Linked DNA regions of Gossypium hirsutum: region 1 is linked to region 2. A link is a contact called in public Hi-C data. All regions are on one chromosome and are shown on one strand. Each heading gives the region's core, a stretch centred on a gene start, on an enhancer-like site or on the middle of the called end of the contact. The rest is flanking DNA. Distances are from core to core; before and after follow the strand shown. Region 1 holds the start of LOC107945394 (ras-related protein RABH1e). Region 2 has its middle 68 kb from the start of LOC107907991.

The links. A called contact is a pair of places that touch in the nucleus more often than the background predicts.
Region 1: a contact with region 2 is called in a Hi-C map of leaf, with 1.4 times the contacts expected there. The contact joins the promoter of LOC107945394 here to the enhancer-like site in region 2. A contact is called at or near these places in 3 of 34 Hi-C or Micro-C datasets (leaf and petal).

Annotation. Positions count from the first base shown.
Region 1 is chrD12:21,970,557-21,974,178 of Gossypium_hirsutum_v2.1, reverse strand. LOC107945394 (ras-related protein RABH1e) reads left to right here and starts at 2,020. Exons shown (of 6, transcript XM_016879377.2): 1 at 2,020-2,383; 2 at 2,790-2,860; 3 at 3,378-3,466. The coding sequence starts at 2,267.
Region 2 is chrD12:21,714,544-21,718,219 of Gossypium_hirsutum_v2.1, reverse strand. No RefSeq gene overlaps it. Among protein-coding and RNA genes, the nearest start is that of LOC107907991, 68 kb to the right of the region's middle. Within about 2 kb of position 2,394, at least 4 of the 9 cell types and tissues checked have an H3K27ac peak or open chromatin away from gene starts, as enhancers often do. A contact at or near this core is called in leaf, where this site is marked.

The sequences.
Region 1 (3,622 bases), core at 771-3,270, 260 kb before region 2:
GAATTTAAAGCAATTGCACGAGTAAAACCTTTAATTTATCACTCAACTAAAGTTTCATTTTAATATTTTTATACATTTTAATTTTATTATGCATACTTTATTACTTACATCAACTATATATCTAAACTTATTATGTAAGCCATTGACTGGACACCAATTCAATTTGAAAAATTACGAAAATATCATTTCGTAATTAAACCAATTCAATTTTGACAAAAATCAATAAAAGTATGTATATGTAGTATTTAAATGGGCGCCAATTACATTAATAAAACCTTAAGTCTATCTTTTAACTAGAGCTTTATTTTAATATCTTTTATATACATTTTATTTTAATATGCATAATTTATTATTTCCATTAGTTCTTCTTCTTCTTCTTCTTCTTCTTCTTCTTCTCTTCTTCTTCTTCTTCTTCTTCTTCATGTAAAGATTTTTTTATTGAATTGGTGTCACCTATAATTGGGTCCAAACTCATATATTAAATTACCAAAAGATCATTATTTTAACAACACAATAAATATTAATTTAAGAGTTTCTGTCTTTTTATATAAATTTAAAAAAAAAATCATGCTTACAAAGGGGTTTGAATCAAGACTCCAAATATAATCTCACACTTTGACATTTCAACTAAAGTAACATTTAGTTTTTATATCAATTCCTAATAAATTTATCATATAATTATTTTTACCCACATTATAGATATACTATAATCTTATTAATAATGTCGTTTATTGAGTTGATGTAAGTCAACTTGATATCAAGACCAACTCAAGAAATATGACAATGCCATGATAAACAATTGGAGTGTATTCAATATTCTTATAAACAATTGGAGTGTATTCAATATTCTTAATATGATGTATTTACCTATTTAAATTTCTTTTTACTCATGATTTAAACTATATTTTTATTTTAATTTCCTACATATTGCATATGTGTTATTATTGGTTTCAATTTTTTTATTTCATTATTTATTTTATGTTATTTATAAACGCACACATGTGTTCTAAATACGTAGTTTCCACACGTTGGGGGCTGGCAGGGCCCTAGGCCCCCTAAACTGGAAAATTTTCCAAAGCCATTTATAATTTATAAACTTTTAAATTAGTAATAGTAAAATTACACTTTGGCCTCCCAAGAATGATAAAAATTTAATTTAATCCTTTAAAATTTATAAAGATATAGACTATTAAAATAATAAAATTACATTTTTATTATAGTAAAAATATATAATTTAATTCTGATACCAAAAATAATTTTGTGACTCCGCCACTGGATAGATATGGTTTTTGAAATCTAGTTTTTATGTGTCATTGTTTTGTGACGGTTTTTACAAACTTTTGTTGCTTTTATTTCGACAACCAAAACAAACAAACATAGAAACTGTAGAGAATAATGAAAAATAAAATAATTTTACAAGTTTTATCATAAATGAAAAGAGGAGGGTGACTAGATTAATAAAAGAGTAAGATGTTATTTGATAAATTATAAAATGAAGTATTAAAAAATCAAAGTGTTAAAATTTTAGCATTGAATTTTACAAATATTGAATTTATATTAAAAATGGTTTGATAAATTAATAAAAATAATTACAAAATATAATTATGTTGAATATTGATTTTTTAAAAAATAAATTATTTGAATTAATTGTAGTTCTACCTCCTCTAATTAAAGTTTTTGGTGATGTTATTGAAAGAATAATGTTAAAATATGTTTCAAATTTTTGTATTTTTGTACATTTAAAATTTAATTTTTTTTATATTTTTATTTTTAAAATTTTTCATATTTTAAAACTAAGGTGTAATTATTAATTATGACTAAATTTTTTATTAAATTTATTGATGTGACATTTTAAAATAAAAAACATTCACTTGCTCTTGATGAATAAATTCAAAATATAAAGAAATATTTTTATTGAAATAAAAATAATGAGAGTAAATTATAAATGTATAAAACTTCATACACTTGGATCATATTTTAATAATAAAAAAAGGGTGAAATTGGAAAGTGAGAAGCGGTCCAAAGATTTTCACAAAGGCGTCATCGTCATAGTTGGCGGTTTCTCGTGCCCTCTATTTATGGAAGGGATTAAACTCAACCTTTCCTTTCATTTTCTTCCGTCTCTTTGAATATTTCCATTTCCATCCAAATAATAATAACGATAATAAACATAATTTCAAATTTTCTTCATTGCAGAATCAGATCTGCAACTCTCTGTTTACAATTTTTTCTAAAAAAAAGTAGAGTGAAGAAATTTGAAAAAAAAATGGCGACAGTCTCTCCTTTGGCGAAATACAAGCTGGTATTCTTAGGCGATCAATCCGTCGGCAAAACCAGCATTATCACCCGCTTCATGTACGACAAATTCGACACCACTTACCAGGTAAACTTTTTCCACCATTTCCACCTATGTTTTTTTAGATTCGATGAACATTTCACCATTTCTTCAACTCCTCTGCTTCTTATATATTATTTGAATTTGATTTCCGTTTTTCGACTTATTCATCTCTCTGTTTGGAATCTTAATCTCCTACTTGACATCGTCTTTGCTTGTTTTGTTGATCTCGAGCAGAATGATCTTTGCTATACTGTTCGATTCTCCATGATAGCCTAACGCAGATCCTTTTTTTGTTTATTTAAATAATCAGTTTGGATTTTGTTTTTTTTGGGTACGATGATTATTTCTAGTAATTGAATTTGAACTTTACTTCTATCACATCGAGTGAATACTGGAATTGAGGGAATGTTTATATGTATATTTTTCTTGAATGATTGCTATATAAATGCAGGCCACCATTGGAATTGATTTTTTATCAAAAACAATGTATCTTGAAGATCGAACGGTTCGTTTGCAGCTTTGGTAATACAGTTTCTTCCTTTTTCATTGGATCTTGGATAACTATGTTCAACAGTTTCTTTATTAGTTCTAGTTCCATTGCTAGATTGTATGTTCAATACACATGCAATCAAGCATATATTTTGTGAACTTAAGGTGTTGATTGTTTAAATTTTAGACTACAAAAGCTTACTTTTGTTGTAAGGCAGTTTTAATTTGTTGTCGCTGAAGGAGCTTTAAATTTGTGGGTAATTGTCATTCCAATGAGAAAACAAGAAGCCGTATTTGCTTGATGAATCCCTAGCATTTCCTCTTCATGCGGTTGACAACTTTTAGAAACCGAAAGTAAATCATTTCTGCTACGCACTTCCATCCTCTTATAGTAAACTATCAAAAGCCATCCATGCCAAAGTGTGGTTTGGCAATTGAGAAAAGCATAACATGCAAATTAATCTAAATTTCTTGGTTTTCACGAGTTATATTCTCTTCAAATTTTCATTTGTCTCGTCTCCGTTTGAGTTTTTATCTTATAATTTCACAGGGATACTGCTGGGCAGGAGAGGTTTAGGAGTCTTATTCCGAGTTATATCAGAGATTCTTCTGTTGCAGTAATTGTCTATGATGTAGCTAGTGAGTATGAGCTTACCCGAGTGGCTTTTGTTTTCTTCCTTTTCATTAGATGAGAGACTATAATGGAAATCTTTTACTGGCTGTGATGTTGTCCCAACTTTTTATTTTTCTAAAATATTTTTGTTTGGTATATACTCTAAATATGGTAGGTATATA
Region 2 (3,676 bases), core at 1,145-3,644:
CACGGCAATGGGGGGGACAAACACTACACACACATTTTTTTTTCTTTTGTTTTCCATTTCTTTATTACCCATACTCCTTATTTTATTCTTCCACTAACAAAACATGTTTCATGACATGTTTTGCCCATCATTCCTTGTCATGGCCGGCCACTACTCATTAGGGGGGGGGAATTTGACATGCAAGTCCCCCCTTTGTCCACATGCACTAGTAGGTCCTCACACATTGACCTATCACATTTTAGAATTTTCTCACATAAGTCCTATTGACTAAATTCACATGAAATCAACCAAATTGAAGCTTGAAATTTTCACACATTCATAATTACATATTCTACACAATAAGTATCACATTCAAACATTTCGGTGACTCGGTTTAGCGGTCCCGAAACCACTTCCCGACTAGGGTCAACTTTGGGCTGTCACACCCTGTTGGTGCGAAAGCGTTGGGCTAAAAAAAGTGTCTCTGTTTCAGACACATGTATGTCGCCTAGTAACGCATTGACCAAGTTTTTTTAGCTCTTTAGGGGGGAAGTGACATTGAGGTAGCAGGGGTTATCCAGGGCACTGCCCATGCCCATCGCATGCCCGGACGTCGGTGCCCCTACCACCGGTTAGGTTCTCAATGGTGCTCCGATGATCCATCCCGACAAGGCATCCTGGAATATACGAAAACGATGAACCGAGTCCCTCCCCAATACCAAAGGTAGAATTCGAATATCGTTACATGTTCGATACCCAACAGTGAATGAATCGTCCAGGTCCCTCCCGATTCCAGGGGTAGAATTCGGATACCCAACAATGAATGAACCGTCCCGGTCCCTCCCCTTTTGCAACAAGAGCCTCTAGCACCTTGGTGGCTTGGATTTGCAGGAGCCTCGAACACCATCGGAACCTTGGTGGCTCAGATGAGGGAAAGCCTCGAGCACCATCGGCACCTTGGTGCTCGGATGTGCTGGAGCCTCGGCCACCATCGACAACCTTGGTGCCTGGATGTGCGAGAGGCTCGAGCATAATCGGTACCTTGGTGCTTGTATGTGCGAGAGCCTCGAGCACCACCGGCACCTTGGTGGCTCGGATGTGCGGGAGCCTTTGACACCATCAGCAACCTTGGTGCTTGGATGTGCGAGAGCCTCGAGCACCATCGGTACCTTGGTGCTTGGATGTCCGAGAGCCTCGAGCACCAAAGCAAAAGTTGGGCCCCTGTTGGTGCGGGAGCGTTGAGTAAAAAAAGTGTCCCTGTTTCGGACACATAAATGTCGCCTGGTAGCCCATAAAAAAAAAAGAATGTCCCCTGGTAGCGGTAGCAAGCAATGCGCGCGTTTTCTATTTTTCTCCAAGATTTGGACGATTTCGGTTCTTAAATTTTTTGTTGTGTGTCTGCCTTATTCGGTTTGGATATTATGGCAGTAAAGGGGGCAAGTGGGCGATGGCAAAACCAAGACATTAGACGGGACTATTAGGGTATGGAAGGCATCATGGGTGAGTCGGTGTCCAGGATCCCTTTCAAGGACAATGAAAGAAAAGTCAAGGATCTATGTGACAACAGAAATAGGCGGTCTAAAAGAGAGAGGGTTAAGGAGATTTATGGTGACTCTTTGGGGGACTACATATGCAATTTGACCATTCCTCATAATGGGGTCAAAGACACCAGAACGTGGTTACAAAACCCGCATGGGACCTACACAACCAAGTCAGCATACTCATGGATGATTCTTAATAAAGTCGGCTTTGGCCCCCATAGATTTTTGTGGCGCGATATTTGGAAACTCAAAATGATCCCAAAGATCAAAATCTTTAGCTGGAGAATTGGTCATAATATTTTGCCAACTTTTGACAATATAGCTCGCATTCGTCAGGGTTTTAATAATTCTTGCCCGAGGTGCAAAAAGAGTGAAGAAACTTTGATTCATGCTATGAAAGACTGTCCTAAGGCGCGTGAAATCCTTGTTGCTGGGGGTTTAAATAACAGTCAGCTCGACAGGAATTAGACAAATTGTATCGACTGGCTTGAGGACGTTTTTCGGGAGCTTGACAAAAAGGCTGCTGCTGATTTTTTAACCCTGCTCTGGAATAGTTGGAACGACAGAAATAATATGGTGTTTAAAGGGAAGATGAATCTGCGGAGATGATATGGGAAAGGACGCAAACGTTAAGCAAAGATTTCAGAATTTTCAATCTTACTGAGCCTGCGGTCATGTCAACTAATTTGGTGAAGAAGAATTGGAAAAAACCCCCTGATGGCAGTATTAAAATTAACGTGGATGCTACTGTTTTAAATGATTGCAGAGGAGTGGGAGCGATCTCGAGAGATCACGATGGCTTTTTGATAGGGGGCTAGTATACTTTCAAGGAAAAGGCTATGGATGTTATCTGGGCAGAGTTGGAGGCGTTTAAAGAAGGCTTAAAGCTGGCTGAACGGTTCAAGGTGGGCAGATTAATTGTGGAGTTGGATAGTGCCATGCTGGTCAACGCGGTCAAAAAAATAAGGATGGATATTACCATTTTGGGCTAGTGCGTTAGAAGAGAATGTGACGCTTTCAACAAATTTGAATCGTTCCAAGTAATTTGGATTAATCGTAATAGAAACTACACTGCAGATTTTTTTATGTAAATTAGCGATTAGGAATAAAAATGATTTGTATTTCGATATGGAGTATCCGTCGGATATCCATAACATTATTATTCATGATGCTATTAATTGAGATTGACCCTTTGGGTCGTTTTTGATAAAAAAAAACGAATGTCGCCTAGTAGGGTCGCCTGGTAGAAGCAGCGAACGAGAGTAGCATGCGCGCGTTTTTTGTTTTTTCTCCAAGATTTGGATGATTTCGGTTCTTGAAATTTTGTTGTGTGTCTACCTTATTCGCTTTGAATATTATGGCAGTAAAGGGGGTTTGATTGTGTGATTTCTTTTGGTGTTGTTTCTTACGTCTTTGTTTAGCTGTTTCTGTTTGGGGGTGCGTCTGAGTTGTTGGTGATTGGTGTCAGACGGTGTTTGTTCGGTGACAAGACTATTGCGCTGCTTTGGTGCATCGGGGTTCGTGCACTGGGCTTGCCTGTTGGTTCCTGATTGTGCTTTTTGCTTTCTCGGTGGTAAGGGTTTTTTGGACCGCTGGACAATACGTGTTGCGTGTGGGGCCCGTCTGTCGTCTTCCTTCAGTTTTTTTGGTTTATTTTATTATTTTCTCCATTATTCTCTATTTCCATTGATTTCTTGGGTGCTTTTACGTTGGTTTGTGTTGCTTTTTGTTTGGTTTTGCATGGTTTTACGATTCTCTCGTGAGATTTGACTCGTTGCCACCATGGTCCTCACGGAGGTTTCTGATTTTATGTTCTTTGGCTTTCCTTTTCCGTATGTTTCTTGGGTGTTGTTTGCATGAATTTTACGACTTTTTTCTTTTCTTGGCTGTTTGTGGTCCCCACGGTGATCAGGTCTTTGACTCGAGTGAAGCTGATCGCCTTTTTTACGTGTTCTCTTGCATGTTCTGTGGTTTGTCTTTTATTTCTCCTTTTTTTTCTACGTTTTCTGCATGGTTTCTTGCATGTAGGGTTTCTGGGCTACACGAATCTTGCTTAGGCGGGGGACTGGACTTTTCTTTTCATCGGTTGGCTCCTTTTTCCTGTTCTCTGATTGTGTAGGATTAGGCCCTCACTTAATCTGTTAATTTTGGTAAAT